Regions from separate parts of the Hordeum vulgare genome. Here region 1 is linked to region 2. A link is a contact called in public Hi-C data. All regions are on one chromosome and are shown on one strand. Each heading gives the region's core, a stretch centred on a gene start, on an enhancer-like site or on the middle of the called end of the contact. The rest is flanking DNA. Distances are from core to core; before and after follow the strand shown.

Region 1 (7,122 bases), core at 541-3,040, 750 kb after region 2:
GATATCTATGAAATCAAGACTTAAGTGCATAAATAGGGGTATATTATGATCCATTGACTTGAGAACATGATAGTCAACTTTTATGATCAACGGAAACAAACCTTGAAAGTTGCATTGTTCAATTTCTCGATGGCCTTCAAAGCCAGATCGTTAGTTCTGAAAGTAACAAAAGCATATCCCCTACTATCTTTCTTGCCCAGCATTATTCTTACCTGCAGGAAAAAAGAGAATATGAATGCAGAAAAAACACATCAGAATGCTAACCCTAAGAGTAGACGGTACTCACTTCCACAACTTCGCCAATTGGTTCACATAGTTTCTTGAGATCTTCAGAAGATGCATCGCTGGAGATGCCCCCAACATATACTTCAGATCCATGAGGAGGAAGAGCAAGAAGTTCAGCATGCTTCTCTCGATCGCTCCCATCTTTGGCACCATCCTGCCGAGGAAGAGGAACACCTTCCGATTTACTGTCACTGTCATGACTAGCATCAGTTTCATCAAGAACTTCTCTTTCTTCAGGGTCTTCCTCCTCCTCCTCCTCTACCTCCTCTACTTCCTCTAAAATATCCTCATCCTCCTCCACCTCCTCCTCTACCTCCTCCTCAATTTCTTCATACTCAATTTCTTCCTCTTCTACCTCCTCCTCTTCATTATCATCAAACTCCAAGCACTCTTTTGGTTGAGCTGGTTCAGCATCCTCTGTTCTTCTAGGCATCTCGAAGAGCTCAAAGTTCCAAGGCAACTTTGGAAAGAGCAGAGGAGCCAAAAATATTGGGAGAGCAAATTGAGGACATGTGGATAGGACGAAAAACAACAGAAACAACTAGAACAATTGGTATGCAATGATATCAACTTGGATGTATCCATAGGTGCCAAACGGGATAGCATGGAATTGCTTAAGGGACAAACGAAGAAATTGCGTATGGCCAGGATGATACCGGGAGGTTCTCAAGAACACGGTCCCGAACAAGCACAGAGAAGAAAACAAAGAGTATACAAATGATGGCCAAGACGATGCAATTGGAAGTGTAACCAACGGGCTGATGGTTTAATTGAAATCCATGAAATGGATGGAAGGAAAAGAAGAAAAAAGACAGGAAAAAAAACACTATGAGAAGTAGATAACAACGTATATAATAGTAGCATCTAGGGTAAACCAAACTCTAGTAAATATAGCATGGAGCTGGTCAAGAATCTGACCAGTTAGAAAGATAAATACGTAGATTCGAATGTAATTCTTCTACAGAGACTAGTTAATTCTGCAAATGATTGGGCAAAAGCATGTGTGTGGGGGGGGGGGGGGGGGGGGTACACTGCAGCGGGATATGCTAGGATGTCCATTATCGCAAGTAAAGCGAGTGGCCATACAGATTGGATAAAGCAATCGACGCAAAAGGACACGTCCTTTTCGCCCAGGTTCATGCCACTAGGGCGTCTGCCCAAGCTGGACAAACACAAGCAGAGAAATCGAAGCAGCAAGCCCACGCCTTTTACCAGTTGAACCAACCGCAACAAGGGGATTTCACGAGGTATTCCTATAGACAGTCGTCGGCGACTTGGCGCCTCTGCCGCAGCAGAGAACCGAAATCGCGACCGAATCGGAGGCCGGGACAAGCTAGCGCGACGGGGCTTACGAGAGATGGCGCATGGGAAGAAAGTGGCCGCGAGGAACCGGAGAAATAGACAGATCTCTTGGCGAGTTTACCTCCTATATCGGTGAACGGAATCTGGCAGGGGGTGGAGCCGCCGGCGAAGGGTGGGTGGGGGAGGTCAGCTTAGCCCTAGCTAGAGGAGGAGGAGGAAGAAGAGCAGGGCGAGGTGGCGGCTCATTTAGAGAGGAACTTGCAGTCTGGCCCTCACTCTTTTCCGTCATCACACTCTCATCCCTGAGATCTCGCGAACCGTCCGATCCTGCGCTGACTGGGCCAGCACCGTTGATCTGCCTGCCTCCGGACCGGAGAGCCACGGGCCTGCGGCCTAGCTGCGTGGGTCATGCCAGTTTCTGCCGGCCCGTTTTGAGGCCCATCCTAGGTGGTTTTCTTCCTCCGGCCGCCCTCTCCCGCGAGCGCCGCCGTCTCTCTCCATCCACTCTCGCTCCCCTCCCCTCCCAGCCTAATCGAGCCAAGCCAAGCCAAGCCGCAGCCTGAGCTGAGAGGCAGGAATGGGGTGGAAGGCCGCGGAGAAGCTCATCAGGCACTGGAAGATCCTCCGCGGCGACAACGTACGCGACATCTCGAGAGATCCTCCTCTTGCTGCTCTCCTTGCTCTCGAGAGATCTCCTGAAATCTCCTTTTCTCTCTCTCTCTGAATTTGGCGCCAGGTGATGATCATAAGGGGCAAGGACAAGGGGGAGAGCGGGCTGATCAAGCGGGTCATCCGCTCGCAGAATCGCGTCATCGTCGAGGGAAAGAATCTGGTAATAGTATAATCGTCTGCACAGCTATCCACTCTTCCTTCCTCCTCTCGCGATTGCTTCGGATTCAGTGCTACTCTTTGGTGTCATGGGAGTGTCAATTTGCGTATCTTTGACAAGCTGTATGCAATGTGATGATACGTGCTCTGGGTGCTGCACGCACTACAGGTGTTTGTCGAAATTCCCACTGCACTCAAAGTGAATGGGGAACTTGTCTGTCTTAATTCCGCACGCTAATTCTTCAGGGCTAAGGCTAGTGTTGTAGCTGCTATGCTGCGCCTGCACAGATGTTATTTGGTGATTACTGCAGCAGAGGATTTTTGTTTCCCTTCAATTTTTATGAATGATGAGATAAAACTATACTGCCCACAAAATATAATTATAATATCTGTATTAATATAAGTCTGTAATAAATAGTAAATGAGAATCTAACTCTTCCCATCGCATACTGTGCATCCATAACGACATAAGAATACCAGAAGTACAAAATGAGCACATATTACTCGTAGGATGTTTGCCTAAGTGCATCATCATATGTATGATGGAGATCGGCTTTATGGTCAAATCTTGGACAAGTCAGGCAATACAAGTGTCACCTAAGGCGTGTTTGAAAGCCTGGAGGTTAGGCCTAATTCATTAAAATGGTAGGGAAAGGGGACCAAAACAACCCCGGCAAGATCTGTTGCAATATTGTCTGTGCCTATCTACCTTTGAGTGGTTAGCATATACAGTACCATATATTTTCCTTTCCTGGGCATGTTGGTGTCTACCAAGTCGTTGCAGTGCTATACGTACTTATGCTACAATGTTCCTCACCTCGTCACATGCTTTACTTTTAGTTAATTGTCAATGACGATGAGATACCATAAAAAACTGACAATAAGTTCGTGCGATGTTTTGCTGGATTTTTACATGTCCTAAACCCATAACAAACAAATGCTGAATGCCTCAGTTAGATAAATGCAGATTAATTTGAATATGGTGAGGAAGTGGCTGTAGTGAATATTGAACAGGAATTGTGAACTGCACAATGTTTGTCTTTCTAAATCTTTGTATATATACTGTAAGATGTTGCATGTTTATGGGGGATACTGGGTAACTGGACAACTGCAACCAACAAACTTAGTAATTGTGGATACTGGGTACTTAGTTGCATGTTTATGTGTTTCTCTTGCATTGAAAAGTCACTTAGTAATTGTGTGCTCACATATTTTCAGGTTAAGAAACATATTAAGCAAGGAGAAGGGCATATAGGCGGGATCTTCTCAGTTGAAGCTCCACTTCATGTTTCAAATGTACAAGTAATTGATCCAGTCACCGGGTAGGATACTTATCTTTTGATACCGTTATTTTCTAGAGATACATCTTTTATTTGTCTACATTCTAAAATATCTATTTGTCTGCAGGAAGCCATGCAAGACTACATACAAGTATTTGGAAGATGGGACTAAAGTAAGGGTCTCTAGGGGAATGTATGCGTCTGGTGCTGTCATACCTCGGCCAGAAATTTTGAAGGAGAGAAAAAAGCCGAGACCCACATCTCGTATGTTCATGTTCCATAACCAGATCCTTTTTGCTCATTATTAGTTGCTTTTGAAGTGCATGATTATACTGTTTAGAGAAGAATTAACTGACTTGTTATACTGCAATTGTTTGTGGACATCTGAATTCTTCATGATGCCAATCTCCACTTAATACGACTTTTTTTTTCATAATTTCGTCTCGTGTTGCTGGAATTTTCTTGTTCTGGAAGACTATGTTTTATGTTCCGGATCTGCGATAGTCTACTGTAGGTGCTTCTGCTAATGATGTTTGACTTGTTTGCTGCATTCTATATTTTATAAAGACTTTGACAGGCATGATAAAATTAGTTCAACAATAGTAAAGAGTGCAGAATAAATTGTGATGTTTCATGCTGTTCGTTGACAACGGTTGGAGAAAAAGAACAAGTCGGTTTTGTGAATAACAAACGAAATGCCGTAGAAATTTCCTGTACTTTTGTGTGGGGAGTACCTACCCACTAGTTGGCATGCGATGTATTGCATTGCTATATGAGCATCTGCTCATGAATACACGTCTATTTTGTAATTGGACTAATTTTCTTTGACTGATGCAGATGGCCCAAAGGATACACCAATTGAGGATGTGCTGGAGAAGACCTATGATGCCAAAGCTGGAATTGGTATGCCTGATCTATGAGAGGAGACGTCCACCATTGCTGAGAGTGAAAGAAAAAGAATTGGGCATATATGTGATCTATCCGTCCTAGCTAAAAGATAGTTTATTATGTCAGCTGTTCACGAATAAAACTAGCATCCGTGTTGTCTTTGCCAGCATCTCATGTGTTTCCAGAAATCTGTCCCTCAAGACCCTAAATGTTTGTCCCTGAACGGTAGATTCTACCACGGAAGTCCATGAATGCTGGCAAATAGAATTGTTTGATTGTACGAGAGAAACCCCCAAAAAGTACTGTGTGAGCCAGGCTGCTAGTTTATCAAGATCAGATATTGAGTTTTACTGTAATTTCTTTGTTTTCCAGCATGGTCCCTGAAGTTAACTGAATATGTGAGCGCAAAAACAAAAAAGAAAAAGAAAATAAAGTTGTTCATATATACTTCATCTGTTTCTAAATATAAGACATTTTAGAGATTTCACTATAAACTACATATGGACAAGACGTGTTTTAAAGCATAGATTTACTCATTCTTTTTGAACGTAGTCTATAGAAAAATATCTAAAATGCCTTTATATTTAGGAAGGGAGGGAGTATGTCGTGCCACCCAACCACCCACTCTCCAGCTTATATATTAGCAAGCTAGGAGCCACGACACTGTGTCTATTACAGTACAGTACAAGCTTCAGTCTCAGACTGCAGTTAGAGTGAAGAGTCTACCATTACCAACCAAAGGAAGCTACTCATCACAGGACAGGAGGGAAGCCTTCTTGTTCATCTCAGCTCTTCCAACCGTCTCCATCACCACAAGGTGCTCATGTCCTCCTCCTCATCGCCATCTTCTTGGATGGCCTTGCCTTCTGCGTCTTCCGTCTCCTCTGGCGCTATTTCAATCACGTCATCCAAGAACCTCATGAAGTCCTCGTCCTCCTCCTCGTCGCCATCTTTTTGGATGATCTTGCCGCCTACGCCTTCCGTCTTCTCTGGCAACACCTTGTCGTCCGTGTAGTCATTGCAGGCCTTTTGTTGGATCGTCCTCTTGTGGACTCCTTGCTGGATCGTGGTCTGGCTCTGGCCCTCTGCCATTGATCCAAGATCGGCCGCCTTGTCCTTGGTCGCCTGGCGCTGAGGCAGCGGCGCCGGCAAGAAGTTCGGCTGCTGCGGAGGACACCAGGACGGTCGCTTTGCCGGCTCCCACGACAGGATGGACGCCGGCTTCACCGCGGGACGTGTGTGAGCCGGAGCGAGAGCAGCAGCACGCATCCTCTTGGGGTGCGGCGGCTCGGCGATGGGAGGGGCTGGCCTCTTGGGCGCCTGCTGCTGCGTGGTGACGGGCGGAGGGACCGTGACGCGACGTTGCTGTTGCCCCGACGAAAGATCAAGGAAGCGCGGCGTCGCTGGCTTCTCGATCACTTGCTGCGGTCGTGCTTGTGGACGCGGTGGCGCGGCCATGATCATGATGCCGGGTTCTTGAACTCTGTCTCTGATGCGATGGTCTCCTGTTGCAGTCGCAGAGGACCACATTGGTGCAGGAGGCTTCTTCATCCCGGCCGGCGCCTGGGTGGTCGCGGGAACCTGTTCCTGTGGACGGCGCGGCTGCTGCGGCACGGCGACGGCCATGGCGGATCTTTGAGTTCCACGGACAAGCAGGTGATCCGCTGCAGCAGATTGTTGAAGCGCGACGGATCCCGGCTTGACGCTGGGAGAGACGTAGAGCCTGCACAGGATGCGCTCCTCCTTGCCGTCATCGAGGAGGGCGTATTGGTCGAATCCGCGGCAGTGGTACTCGTCCATGAGCCACTCGGACTTGCCGCTCTGGCCCTTGTACGCGTAGCGAAGCTTCTCGTGGTACCCGATCGTCTCGCCGGCGCTGTTCTTGACCTCCGTCTTGGTACTCGTGACCCAGCTACCGGCGCCGGCGGTGCGCTTCATCCTGAAGCCCGTCCCGGCTTTCTGCCGCCTGCAGGTGGTGAAGAAGAACCGGTGGTGGGTGTTGGGAAGGCGGGGCCACGCGGCGGCGAGATCCTTTGGCTCCGACTTGTAAACCTCGGCGTGATGGATGATTCCGGCGGTGTCAGGCAGCGGCTGGCCGAGGAGCCATGGCACCAGGTACGCAGCAATCGCCTGCTCCTCCGTCGGGTTGAAGCGCATACCCAAGCTTAGCGCATGGTAGGGGTCCGTCATTGTTCCTCAGGTTTCGCCGGCTGCTGGGCGATCAGCGATTTGGAGCAAGGAAAGGAAGCTAGGTCAGCGGGCCATGCGTATGGGAAGGCGGATGTTGGCTACCTATATATACTACTGTAGTATGGGAGTGAGTACGTGGTGTATATGGAAACAAACTACTCCATCCTTCATGATGCGATGATTCCGATCCCGACACAAACGCGGTACTATTGACAAACGAAAAAAATGTGTGATGCCACCCGAGTGTCCCGGACTCGCCGTACCCTTTTATCTTTTTTTTAGGGAGTGATATGCGCCGGCCCAAACTTTCGGCCTGGCCGCGCGCGGGCCGCAGGATCTACCAACCCCG
Region 2 (7,142 bases), core at 4,308-6,807:
CGCACCCGAGTCGAGGAAGGCCAGCCACTGTTAGTTCCGACCCCCTCCCGTTGCCCCTCTTTGACCACAATGTCGACCGAGGCTAGGGAAGTGTCGGGATCCTCTCTTCCCCTTATCCTCTGCCTCTGGCGACGCGTGCCCGCGCGCGCCTGAACTGGCCAGGAAAACCTCACAACCGCGGTGCGCAAAGAGCCTACCCCCGCTCCTCCTGAAGATCCCCCGTGGTCTAAAACCACGTCCGCAAAACCACGGGCTCACTCCCGAGTCCTATCTCCCCCTCTGGCCACTGCAGCAGCATCGCCGGTGCACCACCTCTCGATGGATCGTCGCCCGCCTATATAAAGGCCCCCCCAGCTCTCCCCCGCACCTCCAGCACCTCGCTCTAACCTCCAATTGACCACCCCCAATGCCCCTTTGAGCTAAACGAGCACCAGTGCTCGAGATCGACCGAGGCGCCGCCGCGTCGGGGCTCCGTCGATCTCGGGACACAGGCACGCTCTGACACTCGTTCACCTCTCCTAAGACTGCAAGAGCTTCCTGGTCCTCCTCCACCTCTTCCCCGACCTTCTCCAACCTCTGAGCGTCGTCGCCAACGCCTTCCCAAAAGCCTCCCCCATGGCTTCTTCGTCGCCCTCAAGCCACCAGCGACGTTCGTTCGACCCTCATCTGAGAAGCGGGAGTGTGAGGAGTCCATTCCTGCACTCGCCCGTCCTCGACATCACCAGAACTGCCGCCGGTGAGCTCCCCCTCCCCTTTGTCCTGAGGTAGGAGACGACTCCGACAAGAGGGCCCCACCTGTCGGCATGCGTCTCTCTCCTCCTCTCTCCCCTCAGTCGCTGGCCACAGGGCTGCGTGCGTGAGGTTTAAACCTGACGGCGCGCGCGCCTAGGCTGGCTGGCTGGCTAGCTGGCCGGTTGGCCAGTTGGGCCCGCCCAGCTGCCGGCCTGGCCAGTGAGCTGGCCCTTTTCTTTATTCTTTTTCTGGAGTTTCAAAATGAATTTCCACTGGATTAAATATTCACCCAAATTCAAATCTTTTTCCACCATAATTCTTGTAAAATTATGTAGTATTTAATAATATTGCTTGTGCAATTTTTATAAAAACCTTTATACACAGTTTTAAATTAAAACCTAGTTCAAGTATTTTAGCCTGTGTTAAGAAGACTTTTAAAAGTATTTTTCCATTCCAAAACCAGAAACAAATATTTTTAGAAATAATGCTAGTATTTTACATAATAGAGTGACATTTTAGATGTGAGTTTGTGCTTTGTTTTTGGTAGTGATTCTTCTTATTATTATTACTATTACGACAATAGATCACGCGTTTGACGAAGGACTTGGACCCGAAGACCTCGAAGACCCCAGATACCTAGCTGACAAAGGCAAGCAGCCCTTTGACCATGTCTAAGAAATTATTTTCATGCATGCCATGTTGATTACTTTATTCCGATGCACATGATCATGATTAATTGGTAAGCCTCGGTAAGGTGTTACTGATGGCTCCTCTGGAGTACTTGCATTTGAACATGACCTTACCACCTATGAGGGTCATACAGATAAAAGTTGACAAGTAGTTAGTAGTTCTATGCATAGGATGAGCATATGCATGATGATGGTAACACAGAGGTGATTACAAAGAATTTTCCAAAAACCCCGTTGGATGCCACTAATGCCCAAGGGTGATGGTGTTGAGTTGGATGACCACTTGAGAAAGAAGTGGTGTACCAAGGAAGAAATTGGTGTATGTGTGTGTGTGGTTTCGAAAGCAAGGAGAGATTTAAGATGTGTCGACCGTCCCAACCTTACATGTGCGACCACGATACCCCTTTATGGGATCGGGCTTTGTTGATTACTTTGGTCGACGCTAGCAGAGAGCCCGCATTACTAGTGACGGAGGTGATATGTTCACTCTCGGGACAGGGTCGTGCCAGGAAGGGCGGCTATGTTGTTTTTACAGGTTCCGGGCACACTGTTGGTCCCCGCATGGATGATACGATCTAGAGTTGGTGCTCGTAAGACGTACATCATGTGGGCTAGGTACCAATCGAGTGGATTGTTTGTCTAGTGTCTTCACGGGAAAGGTAATGATCGGGTACTTACCTCGGGTATGTTATATACCGCGAGTTGTGGATGACACGGAAGTGTCCCGGGTCTCGTGGGCACAATGCGCAACCTGTGTAGAGTGTAAAACTATTCAAATAGTCGTGTCCACGGTCAAGGACAGTTGGGCAATCCTGCTTAAACTACGTCCAGCCATTTTCACATAAACCACGTGTGTGTGAGTATAAGGGTGTTACACGGGAAAGAGAATAAAAGGTTCAAGTCCGGTGACTTTGCAAAGAGGGTGAACCGTGAAGTGTTCAACCCTCAGCAGATATGTTGATATATGTAACCTTTTCTTATGATTACCATCTACATTATGATGCATGAATATACCTACATTTGACCATGTTATTACAAGTTAAGGAAAACTTGCTTTTCGCAAAAGCTGCATACTAAAGATATATCATATTGCATTATTGCCTTGTTCCTCATCATGGGTTGCTTGCGAGTACATTTAAAGTACTCATTGGCTTGCCAGTGGTTATATTATTTGACCAGACATGGAGGAACCGGATTATGGAGAAGAATTCATCGTCGGAGATGGACACGCGAACTAGGACGTTTTCCAGTCAAAATGCCTGTAGGTTAAGGCTGATGGCATGTGTTCACGTTTTCTACCAAGATTTCCGCTATTAGTTGAGTTGGTGTGATTGGCCTTTAAGGCCCTATCTATATAAGACTTGACCATAATGGTCCCTATCTATATCAGACGTTAATCATGGATGTAAGACTCTTGTTATTCAGTATCTGTGTGTTCAATGAGCATTGATCTCTGGGATCACTGTACACGTTCATTCCGGATCTCGACTCGTAAGTCGGAGTGCCCACAAGGAGGATGAGAGCCCATAAGACAAACTTGAAAAAAAGTCACCATCCGCCTGCACACCACACTTGTGAGGACTAAAAAACTCTAACCCAAACTAGTAGCCATAGCGGAAGCACCGGGATTACTCTCCCCTCCACCGGCCGCTAGAGTGGCAGCCAGAGCAGAGACAAATCCACGGGTTTGCCGGCAAATCCTAGAAGGGAAACTTTAGGGACGGTTTTAATGACGGACGAAAAAACCAAAGAAATAATTAACAAATAATTTTTTTTGTGGGACATGGTGGTTAATTTACTTCAGGTTTATGGACAACATAGGGTAGGCAGATGGACGAAAAATCAAAGAAGCACACCGTCCTTTATATTATTATTATTAGATATAAATATAAAGTATATATTTGTGTTCTTGTATCGTATTACATATTTAATGAAGGAAAAATCTAAGTAGACGCGCCCCATGCTGGCTGTCCGGTGCGGCGGCTCGGGTCGCATGCAAACAAGTGATTATCTGTTTTTATTATTATATTCCAAACAGGTTTGCAAGAGTAATGATACACAAGCCTATAAGCTGCTAAGCTAAAGTGCGCTGCACTTTACACGTGTGCCAGGTGCTAGTGCTATTCTCTTTGTATAAAATTGGTTGTTGTTCTTTTTTCGCTGCCATACCGTCCTAGCCTATGATATGGGATTAATTATAAAGGTTTAAACATTGTAGCTAGGTATTTTTAATATGATTAAGTGTGCATTTTTTAAAACATAGTTAACCAAGTAAGCAAGTATAACATATAATTATGATAATTTGATGTAATTATTTTGGCAAGCTAAATGAATAAAATGACAACTCAACACAATACAAATGACAAGTACTAGTACATATGTTTTTCTGGCAAGCTACATGAATATGACAACTCGACACTGTACAACTAAGATGTAAAATTAGTTGGCAACTAAGTTATCTTTAGTCTGGCCACTAAGTGGCTAATACTCTCAGAACTAATTCTGATAATTTGGTGTAATTTTTTTTGGCAAGCTATATGAAATAATAATGGCCACTCAGGTACAATTAGAAAGTGACAACTGGAATGTAGTTTTTTTTTTCTGATAACTAAGTTGATTAAATGTGGCTACTAAGTGGCTTATAATTTGACAACTAAATAATAATAATCTGACAGCTATTGATTAAAAAAAGGTGTCAAAACATGTCGATATGGGATGTAGTTTTGCAGATCTAGTTGCGAGAAAGCTAACGGTGAAAGCGGATCGTTAATTGGATTTATAGTTTAAGAGATAAATTTTTTTAAAAATTTAACATTAGAGGAATCTTTACTGACGTCATCCTGGTGTATCAATTTGCATGCACAGAAAAAACCGCCACACCGGAAGGCCTTGGTGCAGCGCCGCTATGTAGTGACATCCTTTAGAACATGCATGTATTTTTTTTATGTAGAGGCCGAAGGCAATCCTACATTTAAAAGAAAAAAAAAGCCAAGAAGTGCTGCTTTTTTAAAAACAGAGTTAAAATTTCATGGAGTCCAGAGGAGTCTACACTAGTACAACCCGTGTATAGTGATAATGAAAGCAACAAGGGCGGCCGGCCGGGCCGGGGCAGCAGACTAGTACCCATGTTGAGATTCACTATGTGACTCTTCCATTCCTATAATATTTGTACTATAAACCTAATAAGGCCTTAATCTATGTTTCCATGGAATTATAGTAACATAAAACAACCCTATAATCGTATTCAACTCGGTCTTCGATCGTGATATACTCATTCCTTAATGGTCCTCCGCGGCGGATATGGGGAAGCGGCAGAGCGGGCAGGCGCGGCTGGTCCGGAGCCACCTGAAGATGCAGGTCTCGTGGTATCCATGGGAGCACGCCATCTTCCTGATCTTGTCACCTGCCTCGAAGCTCTCCATGCAAACAGCGCACTCCGCCTCCCTCGTCTCCTCGACGGCTGCCTCCTCCAGCTGGGCGATGGCCTCCTCGGACGCCGGGACCGCGCCGAAGCTGTCGCCCCTGTACGTAGGCAAATCGACGTCTTCATCGCCGTTACTTCTGGCTCCGGGAATGAAGGCATGCAGGATAGAGTTAACCTCCCGTATCCGAATCTGTGTGATCAAGCCGCCTGGCATAGAGAATGAGAATGAGCGTGTCCCTTCGCTGGCGGCCGCGTCGTAATATGGGCCGGGGCCGTCCATGTCGCGTGAAGCGTTTATCGAAAAGGATCGCGTCAAGTCACCGCGGCGACGGTGATGATGATGAATCGGCAGTGTAGGAACGAGAGAGGTTTGTGAGGTGAGGGGGCGGAAACGAACGGGTCCTGCTGCTTTTGTGGGGGGAGTCCAGCAATCCGGTTCCGGGTGAGATTTCATTTCATATACCATCTCGGACTCGATGCCCGGGGAACTGAAAGCCCACGAGGTTGCAAAAGCCTAGCCCATACCCAATAGCCAACCAGAGAAAGCCTACCCGGTTGCCAGCTCTCAGCCCAAAAGGACGAAACGCTACGCTGTGTCCCGTGTCCACACAAACAAACCCGTCCTCTAATACTCAAAAGAAAAAGAAAAACACAAACCCGTCCTCCAATCCAATCCTCAAAAGAGAAAGAAAAAGAAAAACGTCCTCCAGCCAGGTCCGCCGCCGCCCCCGCCCCCATCCAGCCGCCGCCGCCGCCGCCGCCGCCGCGAAGAATGGAGCAGCTTTGGGGCACGCGGCGTTGCGTAGCTCCCACACAACTCACGTGGCATATAGATTTAGTGTTGACCGAGGAGATCGGGACTCTCTTCCACACCTACTCGTCCCCCGCCTGGAGCATCCACCGGTTAGCCTTTGCAAATCTTTGCAGACGGAGGCCGCATGCCTCGGATTCTTCGTCCCTGACCCCGATTCTCCCTTCGTACGGGGTGTGGCCACCAGCCGGGCATGGCCGGCACACCGCGCTGCCATGCCCCTGACCCGGCAGCCGCCCTTCTCCCGGATCACGGCTTGTTGAGGTAAATAGTACGCATGTCACCGTTTAAGATTTGCATAGTGAAATGACGTGACGCTGTGAAAATTGTTAAATGATAGTGCCCTGGCCCCGTGGATCGCCAATCAAGTGTTGGTTCATGTCCATTGGGCTATAACCCATATTGACAGTTCAGACTTCAGACACACTTGTCAAAAGAAATGCAGCCTTCACCAAGGCGTTAGTCAATCGCGGATTCACCGGACGCCTTGGGCAGGTTGGTGTTGCCCAGGCAGTGGCCTTCTACAACACCAGAAAATTACCACAGTACTAGTGAGTAATGATCAGTGTACCTGCTTAAAGATAGGATGGCCTGTGCCAAGGTGCTTACTGGTGTTGGTTCTGACTATTTTGGGCGTGCCTGTCATTGTCTGGGTTTGTGGGCTTCCCAAACATGTGTCCAACCAAAGCATGTTGCTTAGCAACTACTCCTATAAGTGCTGACAATGACTAAAGCAAAATTCCAAACATGATAACAATATATACTGGATCAGTTTTGCCACTGTAACTTCTACGTACAAGACGGATCTATGTTCTAATAAAGTAATAGTTCCAGTGTACCAAAACTCTTGTTACCTTGTTAACCCAGAATCAAGTCATCGACGATACACGCTTGTTGGAACTTCCAAAGAGTAGTCTTCCGTAGTCTGATCAGGTTGACTGCAATATTTGTCTATTTCTGCCCAGTGGATATGAAGGTGCCAAAGGAATAAAACGAAAATTCCAACAGTATTCCTTGGATACGTCAATATGCCAATACTTTGCCTTTACCATGGATCTTTCTAAATTCATTCGAACAAACACGGTAAAAACTTCTTAGCTTGTTGCTTTCGGTTCAATTATGTCTTAGACACGCAATCCTATGTATGTGTTAGACACGCTATCCTATAAATGTACCAGTGCCAACAACCAGAGAAGTTGATCCAGCCAGGACACCCAAGCACTAGTTCCTACGTCCTGTACGAACACAGCAATCCTTCCTCAAGAAGGCAGAAACGATGCACGCTCCATGCGCACACACTCAGGGCACGGTGGATGACTTGGCACAACTTGGCCCGGCCTTGTACGAGTGCATGGCGCATGTGATCGAAGGATCTTTTGACAAGACTGACCGCAGCCTTAGGAAGATCAGAAAGCTCGCCTCTCTAGTGGACGGGCCACTGCAGCGTATGTCCATGATAATCGCCGACAGCTTAGCCCGCCGCCTT

Evidence for each region. Hi-C and Micro-C count contacts between places; a contact is called where the count stands out from the background.
Region 1: a contact with region 2 is called in a Hi-C map of seedling, with 5 times the contacts expected there. The contact joins the promoter of LOC123448184 here to the promoter of LOC123448181 in region 2. A contact is called at or near these places in 2 of 6 Hi-C or Micro-C datasets (leaf and seedling).

Annotation. Positions count from the first base shown.
Region 1 is chr4H:144,741,452-144,748,573 of MorexV3_pseudomolecules_assembly, forward strand. It overlaps LOC123448184 (heterogeneous nuclear ribonucleoprotein Q-like), which reads right to left and starts at 1,791. Exons shown (of 10, transcript XM_045124995.1): 1 at 1,709-1,791; 2 at 942-1,043; 3 at 287-745; 4 at 102-212. The coding sequence starts at 718. It overlaps LOC123448185 (50S ribosomal protein L24), which reads left to right and starts at 2,021. Exons shown (of 5, transcript XM_045124997.1): 1 at 2,021-2,224; 2 at 2,324-2,419; 3 at 3,634-3,737; 4 at 3,823-3,959; 5 at 4,533-4,939. The coding sequence starts at 2,165. The coding sequence ends at 4,615.
Region 2 is chr4H:143,992,358-143,999,499 of MorexV3_pseudomolecules_assembly, forward strand. LOC123448181 (scarecrow-like protein 3) reads left to right here and starts at 5,558. Exons shown (of 2, transcript XM_045124992.1): 1 at 5,558-7,142. The coding sequence starts at 6,933.